2 separate regions of the Gasterosteus aculeatus genome follow, and region 1 is linked to region 2. The links are chromatin contacts, called in public Hi-C maps. All regions are on one chromosome and are shown on one strand. The core of a region is the stretch at or near the end of the contact, and the rest is flanking DNA. Distances in the headings are between cores, read along the strand shown. Region 1 overlaps baz2ba (bromodomain adjacent to zinc finger domain, 2Ba). Region 2 holds the start of marchf7 (membrane-associated ring finger (C3HC4) 7).

The links. A called contact is a pair of places that touch in the nucleus more often than the background predicts.
Region 1: a Hi-C map of liver shows a contact between it and region 2, with 9 times the contacts expected there. The contact joins the enhancer-like site here to the promoter of marchf7 in region 2. A contact is called at or near these places in 6 of 6 Hi-C or Micro-C datasets (blood and trunk muscle, liver, skeletal muscle and 2 more).

What each region holds. Positions count from the first base shown.
Region 1 is chr12:7,873,523-7,876,870 of fGasAcu3.hap1.1, forward strand. It overlaps baz2ba (bromodomain adjacent to zinc finger domain, 2Ba), which reads left to right. Exons shown (of 37, transcript XM_078084985.1): 18 at 150-194; 19 at 536-562; 20 at 2,390-2,455; 21 at 2,786-2,926. Among protein-coding and RNA genes, the nearest start is that of wdsub1, 12 kb to the right of the region's middle. Within about 2 kb of position 1,304, at least 2 of the 9 cell types and tissues checked have open chromatin away from gene starts, as enhancers often do. A contact at or near this core is called in liver, where this site is marked.
Region 2 is chr12:7,816,618-7,819,908 of fGasAcu3.hap1.1, forward strand. It overlaps marchf7 (membrane-associated ring finger (C3HC4) 7), which reads right to left and starts at 1,825. Exons shown (of 10, transcript XM_078084957.1): 1 at 1,700-1,825. The coding sequence starts at 1,734.

The sequences.
Region 1 (3,348 bases), core at 54-2,553, 56 kb after region 2:
ATACGGGCTCTTATAGTATGGGCTCTCAGTATAATTATAGCAGCCTTTTGAAAAGGGCTGAAATTCCATCAGTCTGTAGTGATTTTCATGCTATTGGCACAATGGAAGCTTATTGACTTTCCCCTCATCTTCTCTTTCTTGCCTTTAAGGAGAAAGAGTTGAGGAGGCAGCAGGCGGAGATCCTCAAACACCAGGTAGGCATTCTCTGCAACATATGTAGTTACTGCTGAATAAAACCATTTAACTCAAACTTCACTTCAATAGAAATTTGACAGTAGTGTGTGTGCGTGTGTGTGTGTGTGTGTGTGTGTGTGTGTGTGTGTGTGTGTGTGTGTGTGTGTGTGCGTGTGTGTGTGTCTGGGTGTATTTGTGCATTTATGTGCATTTAAATACCAGGCATGTGTGAGTCAATGTTGTTATTTACTAAATATCTATTTAATGAAAGTCTTAAAGTGTTTCTCTTTATTAAACGCCGTGCTTTGTGGTATTGGATATTATTTCTGTTCCATAATATTTTGCCAACTCTCTCTGCCAGGAGTTGGAGAGGCATAGACTAGATATGGTATGGGTATGTTTATTTTTGTACATCTAACACCTGCATCGTGTAACTGGTTGTGTTATGGTTGTCATAGCAATGCATTAAGTGTAGCACTGGCTGCTGTCATACTACATTCTTCTGCATGGCTTTCCAGCAAAACCAACAAAAGAGAAAAAGAGTCAGTATGCTGCCTCCATCTGCTCGTCCTGAGGGACAACTGACCCTGTCACGGTGGCCAGGCAACTTCTGTCCCCCTCCCCCATCCTCCCCCTCCTACTCAGAATGCATTGCAAAGGCTGCCAGCCAATCCACACTCACTGTCTCAAAGTGCACTGGAGGAGTTTCTATCCATCACAGACATCGTCTAACCGTTGTACTGGAGTAGCCTGTGTTACCCCATAACACAGAGTGCTCGGCGATTCCGGCCCAGACATTGAGCTTGTGTGTGTGTTCGTCCGTGCCTCTGTTCTGCGGTCCACCGAGTGATGGACTTTAACCTGCCCCATCCCGGCCTCTCTGTCGTTCACTGTTCCTGTACGCCGCACAAACAATGAAAACCGCTACCGAGAATCATTTTGTCTTTACGGTGGAGATACTTAGTTTGGTGAGGGTGCGGCACAACCTTTGCTTGCAAGTAGACCGGGTCAATTGTAAAACAACGATATAGATCAATTCCACCACAGGGACAACAATGATTCTGTGTAGTACTTTTTTTTTTCCGCCCCGACTGTCCTGCTTGTCGTCACTCATACACAGTCACAGCTGAATCTAAAGGTCTGCCTATCAGTTTCATAGTGGACTCTGAGCCGCTTGTACCTTCCCTCAGAGCCAACTGAGATACATTAAACAATCCTGGTATTTACGGGTGTCACAGGCAATTGCATTGCTTTTGATCCGCTGTAGCTTGTCGCCACGATGCCCCTCAACACATTCATTGCGTTTGATAAAGCGCAGACTGTCTATGTCCTTTTGTAAGTTCTCCATGTGTAGATGAATCAAACCAATGAGGACAATGACATATGGTAGCAGAGTGCTCGGCATCTAGCCTGTTTTGTTTATGGCGAAACAGTCCTCACAAACTAGCCCCTTTCACTCACTCCGTGCTGGAAATGTCCTTGGCAAGCCCTAATAGTGGCAATTGTGTGTTTCTGGTGGATCACAGAGGAAATGACAGCCTGATACGGTGGAGCGGCAAACCTAAAGAGATCAAATAAAACGATAGTCAGTCACCAGTGATTCCGGTGCCCTTTTGCAGTAGACTGTGTATCATGCACCAAAGAACAGCATAGATGTCTCATCCTCAGCGGTCACATACTGTGCTAATACGTAAGGTGCCAAAACCACTGAGGTGGAACGGCTCTGTTTGTAGCTAGTCCTTACCATCTCTTCCTATTTGTCACCCTCCTCGCCAAACATTGTGAGAACGGTGTGTCAAAAATAAAACCATTAACATTGCCTGAATTCATTATTTTGATCATGGCAATGTGGCGAGTCTGAAGACTTCTGGCAACCAGCATTTTGTTGCTTTTGTTGTGTCAGCTTTAGTTTAGAGACGCCCGCCACCGATTCTAGCTGCTTCTCTTTTTTGAGCCTGTCATCACATCTACTTTGTACCGCATCTCTGTGTTGCTTTTTGGTTGTCATCGTATTACTGTACTCTTCACTAATGCTTCCACCATACATGTGAAAGTGTATACATGCGAAGCATCGTTTTGTGCCTGTTCAAGTGCGGTGCCTCCATTGAATTTAGTGCATCACAAATTTGCATTAATGCACACTAAATTTAGTCGACCTTGAGTGCTGTATGTGCAATGTGTGCTTCTTAATGTGGCTGTGTCTCTGCCACTCTAGGAGAGGGAGAGGAGGAGGCAACATGTAATGCTGATGAAGGCGGTCGAGGCGCGCAAGAAAGCAGAGGTAGCCCATATGTACACAAACAGTCCACTCCACAAAAAGAGCCTAAGTCATTATTCCCCGGATGGATTCCCGCCTTCTCTCCTTTTTGTGCGCTCTTTCCTTCTATTCATTTTTTTTTTCCTCCACACTTTCCAAGTCAAAGGATTGTGGCCCTCAAGCACTTTCCTTTTGAATGCACACCAGCATTAGGCTGAATTCTAATACTGCTCAGCAAAGTCAAGTAAACCTTTCTGTATGTTTTTACACACACACACACACACGCATGCTAATGCACTAATGCACATGCACACTTTGCCTCCTTAATGCTCTCTTGAATTTTGGACTCTCCAGGAGCGCGAGCGCTTGCGGCAGGAGAAGAGGGATGAGAAGCGGCTGAACAAAGAGCGTAAACTGGAGCAGCGGCGGCTAGAGCTGGAGATAGCGAGGGAGCTGAGGAAGCCAAATGAAGACATGTGTCTGTCTGATCACAAGGTAGTTAACAAAGAAGCTCATCCGCTCGCTGCTATAGGTGTGAAGAAAAACACAGAGCGCACACACACGTTGATGTACTGGATATTGTCAATTTTTCTCATTTAGGTGCTGTTAAATACATTGAATTAGGACACACAATTCTGAATAATAATATTATTTATTATTATTATTATCAGCATCATTATCAGTAGTAGTAGTATTAGTATTTAACAGTATATTTAACGTTTTCTTGACGGCCAGTATCTAAAATGAGACCACATGGTAGTGAGGATTTTTATGTGTGGAGATGTGCACCCTCAAGTGGTAGAATGAGAGTACTACATAATGTAGAAAGTAAGATGTCATTACTGTAAAAAGCACCATCTTGATAACAGTTAACAGGTGTGAGATGTAATAACAGCTTCACTCACATTTTCTCACAG
Region 2 (3,291 bases), core at 575-3,074:
GCACGGTGCAATCTAGGGCTGACGTCATTAGAAAGGCGGAGAGAACCGCGAACCGCTGGGCGGCGCTGCAGCTCGCGCTCCCCCCTCATCCGGTCACCTCATTGGAGGAGGCGATTGAGCTGCACTATTATTTTCATGCCAAAACGTGTTGTTTGTTTAGTCGGGGAGGCAATTAAAGCCAAGTTCAACAGGTTTAATTAGATCGGTTTGAATAGCCTCTCAGATCCCGTCATCGCAGTAAATGAGAAGCGTTGTTTCCATGCGCGCTACTTTAACTTTGGTTAACTCCGATCTGCATCTGGTTTAGTGGTCCTCGGGAAGCGCCGATCAAAAATAATTAAAGGCATTGAAAACTTTGTATTCATTTTTATTAGCAACGTGTTAGTCATCCTTGAGCGTGTGTGTCTGTTAGAGTGAACTTAACCACCAGGAACTGTAACACATGTCCTTTTAAATGCGTGCACATGTGCGTAAGGAGGGTTACAGCTGGGAAAGGTCAGTTTTGGAGAGAAGAGGCAGCACTGTTGCGCAGCGGATGCATAATAATGTGAAGGTCAAGGAGACACTCATCGTGCTCCGGTAAAAACGCAGCGCTTCGGAGGCCCCGCGAGCCATTATTGGTCGCGCGTGGACACCAGGGAGCGGCGATCGGGCCGCACGCGTTAACGCGCCCACGGCTGGCGGGACGCGGGGTGAAGGGGAAAGCGAGAGTGGAAAAGGATAAATACAGGAGGGCGGTGCCGCAGATTAATTACTGACAAGAAGGGACGCACGACCCAGACAAATGAGGAAGTGCAAGGTCTGCTGAGTTGGGCAGGAGGATGCTGGTATCAAGCCCCCCTTCTTCTTCTTCTTCTTCTTCTTCTTCTTCTTCTTCTTCTTCTTCTTCTTCTTCTTCTTCTTCATCTTCATTCAGACACATGGAGAGATGCAATCTCTCCTCCCCCAGTGCTGCTGATAGGATGGATAATGAAGCATTCCTGACAAGGGAAGAACATGCCTCCCTCCTCCATTGGGCGCAGCTAAGTCTTTCAGCTGTGGGATCATGGACATGTAACCTGAGATCTGCCCTCCTCTTACCTGACTTCTCTTGTTTATGTGCTGTGGATATGAGACGCATACCTACCCGCCTCTCCGAGATCTTTGTCCCCAGCTACATTTTTCTTTTTTAAGTTAAAGAATGGTAGTGACTTTTATCTCGAAGTTTGGACTGTTTTACCAAACCAAATGGCTTTGGATTCAATACAAAAAGGAGCAAAAGAGCCGTGTTGATGTTCACACCGTGCAGCTGACGCAGAATAACTGCAAGAATGTTTGGATTTGTCCAGGGCTGTGCAATCACAAAGGAATGTCCTGAGACATTTCTTGCTTTTCCGCCGCGAGACCCCTCTTTTCCCACGGCTCGCCCAGGTCTTGAGAATCTGCTTCCTCTCCCTCTCCCTCTCTGCCTCCCTTTTCCTCCCGCACTCTCCCACCCGCCCGCTCTCTGTTTGTGAAGACACATGAATGCTACAAAAGGCTGGTTTATAGGCGAGTTACAATACCAGCTCAGTGTCCCGGAGAGCACAAAGGGCAAGGGTCCGGGCCCTTCTGAGAGACCTCTAGGAAGCAGCGTCCAGGCCGAGACCCTGAGTTATTTCCAGCGTAAAAAATCCAACAGGAGACAAACACACAACACAGCAGACAGCAGTGAACTTACTGAGCACAGGTTGTTGTCCAGTGGGAATTTCCCATGTTGTGTTGCTTTCAGAAACCTCCATGCCGAGACAGCAACTTTTTTTTTTTTTTTTTTAAAGGTCTTACTGAACAACAAACCGCAGGCTAAGTGTGGCCATGGAGTTCATGCTTGTGCTCACGGTGCAACGTTTCTGTTGCCCGATGATCCCTCAGCAGCAGGCGATGTGCCACGAGCTGCATTCCGAATGTGTGCAGGCCCACTTCAAGTATTAATACACAGGACTGCAGGTGACGGAGCAGCAACAATGGTGAAAAAAGCGAGGCCACATGTGTTAACACTTTGGGTCACGTGTTTGAGGGGCAACGTCGACATGCTTGTGAGCTATTTGCGGACATTCTTGTCTCTTGCCACTCGGCCACTACGAGTCCTATCAGTGGGAGGCGTTACCTTTCAATGTGTTGCGGAAAAACATTTTTTTTTCTAAGCGCTGACTCTGTTTTAGCCGAGCAATGTTTAACCCCATCACAAACACTGAAAGGCGTTTTTTTTTTCCAAGGAATTGAAGAACATTTGTTGGTCTTAATGTTCCCCAGACACAAAGTGGCATCTGCCTCCCTCCCCTGCATCGCCTGCTGCTCTTTGTTCGGGGGAGAGCGCTGAGGGGAGAGCACATCGAAGGCGGAGATGATGTCACCATTGTGATCATTACTGTGCTGCGCGGTGCCCTATTTTTGACCAGGCGTCACTGAGGGCAGGCCAGAATGTCTGCCTGCACGCTGCCAGGAGGAACGGTGGCCTGCCAGTATTAATTAACACAGTGCTTGTTTTCATCGCTCCTAAAAGCGTCTCAGGATCAGCCCCTCAGGTCCACCGAGCCCGCGTTCTTAACCTCAGCGTCCTGATGGTCTTGTGTCATTGATTAAGCACTGCAATAAGAGATCTATTCCACTTTTTTGCAGTATGTCTGTTAATTGTTGTTCAAACACTGACTCATATCAACTCCATCTCTGTATGTAATTCCGTTTTAACTCTGAAGCGTGATGCTTTATTACATTTTATTGTTATTATTATTATCATCCAGTTACTAGTCGCTGGTCCTGCTGATCCGTATAAGCACTCCAGTTGGATGTGAACTGCGAACTGCTTCTGTTGAATAATTTATTTGGCCAATCAAATAAATTAATGGAGACATTTAATTATTAATACAAACGCACACAATCACACAAATAGAAACACCCCTATTTACAGTCATGTTTTAAATGAATAGCAATTAGCTCTGGGGAATAAGTGTGGAGTTAGTTTAAATTCTACTAATAGTAATCCAAAAGGCTCAACGGGCATATGAAGACTTGTATTTGTGTAAATGAGGTAATTTCTTCACATCAAACCCGCCTTTCATTTACAATAGATGATGTTCTCTTTCACGGCACCATACCTACAGGGTTCATCTATTATTAAAAATGAAAGTTCCACCATTTGGAGCTTTAACAGGCTGACGGACAGATGTTTTCACCTTTTGATTTCAGTGCTTGTTCTAGTTTGTATTCCGGAGGCGGGATTGAAGGGGCTTCCACGGCGCCCGTCTTTCGTAAAGCCTTCCCTCCCGTGGGGAT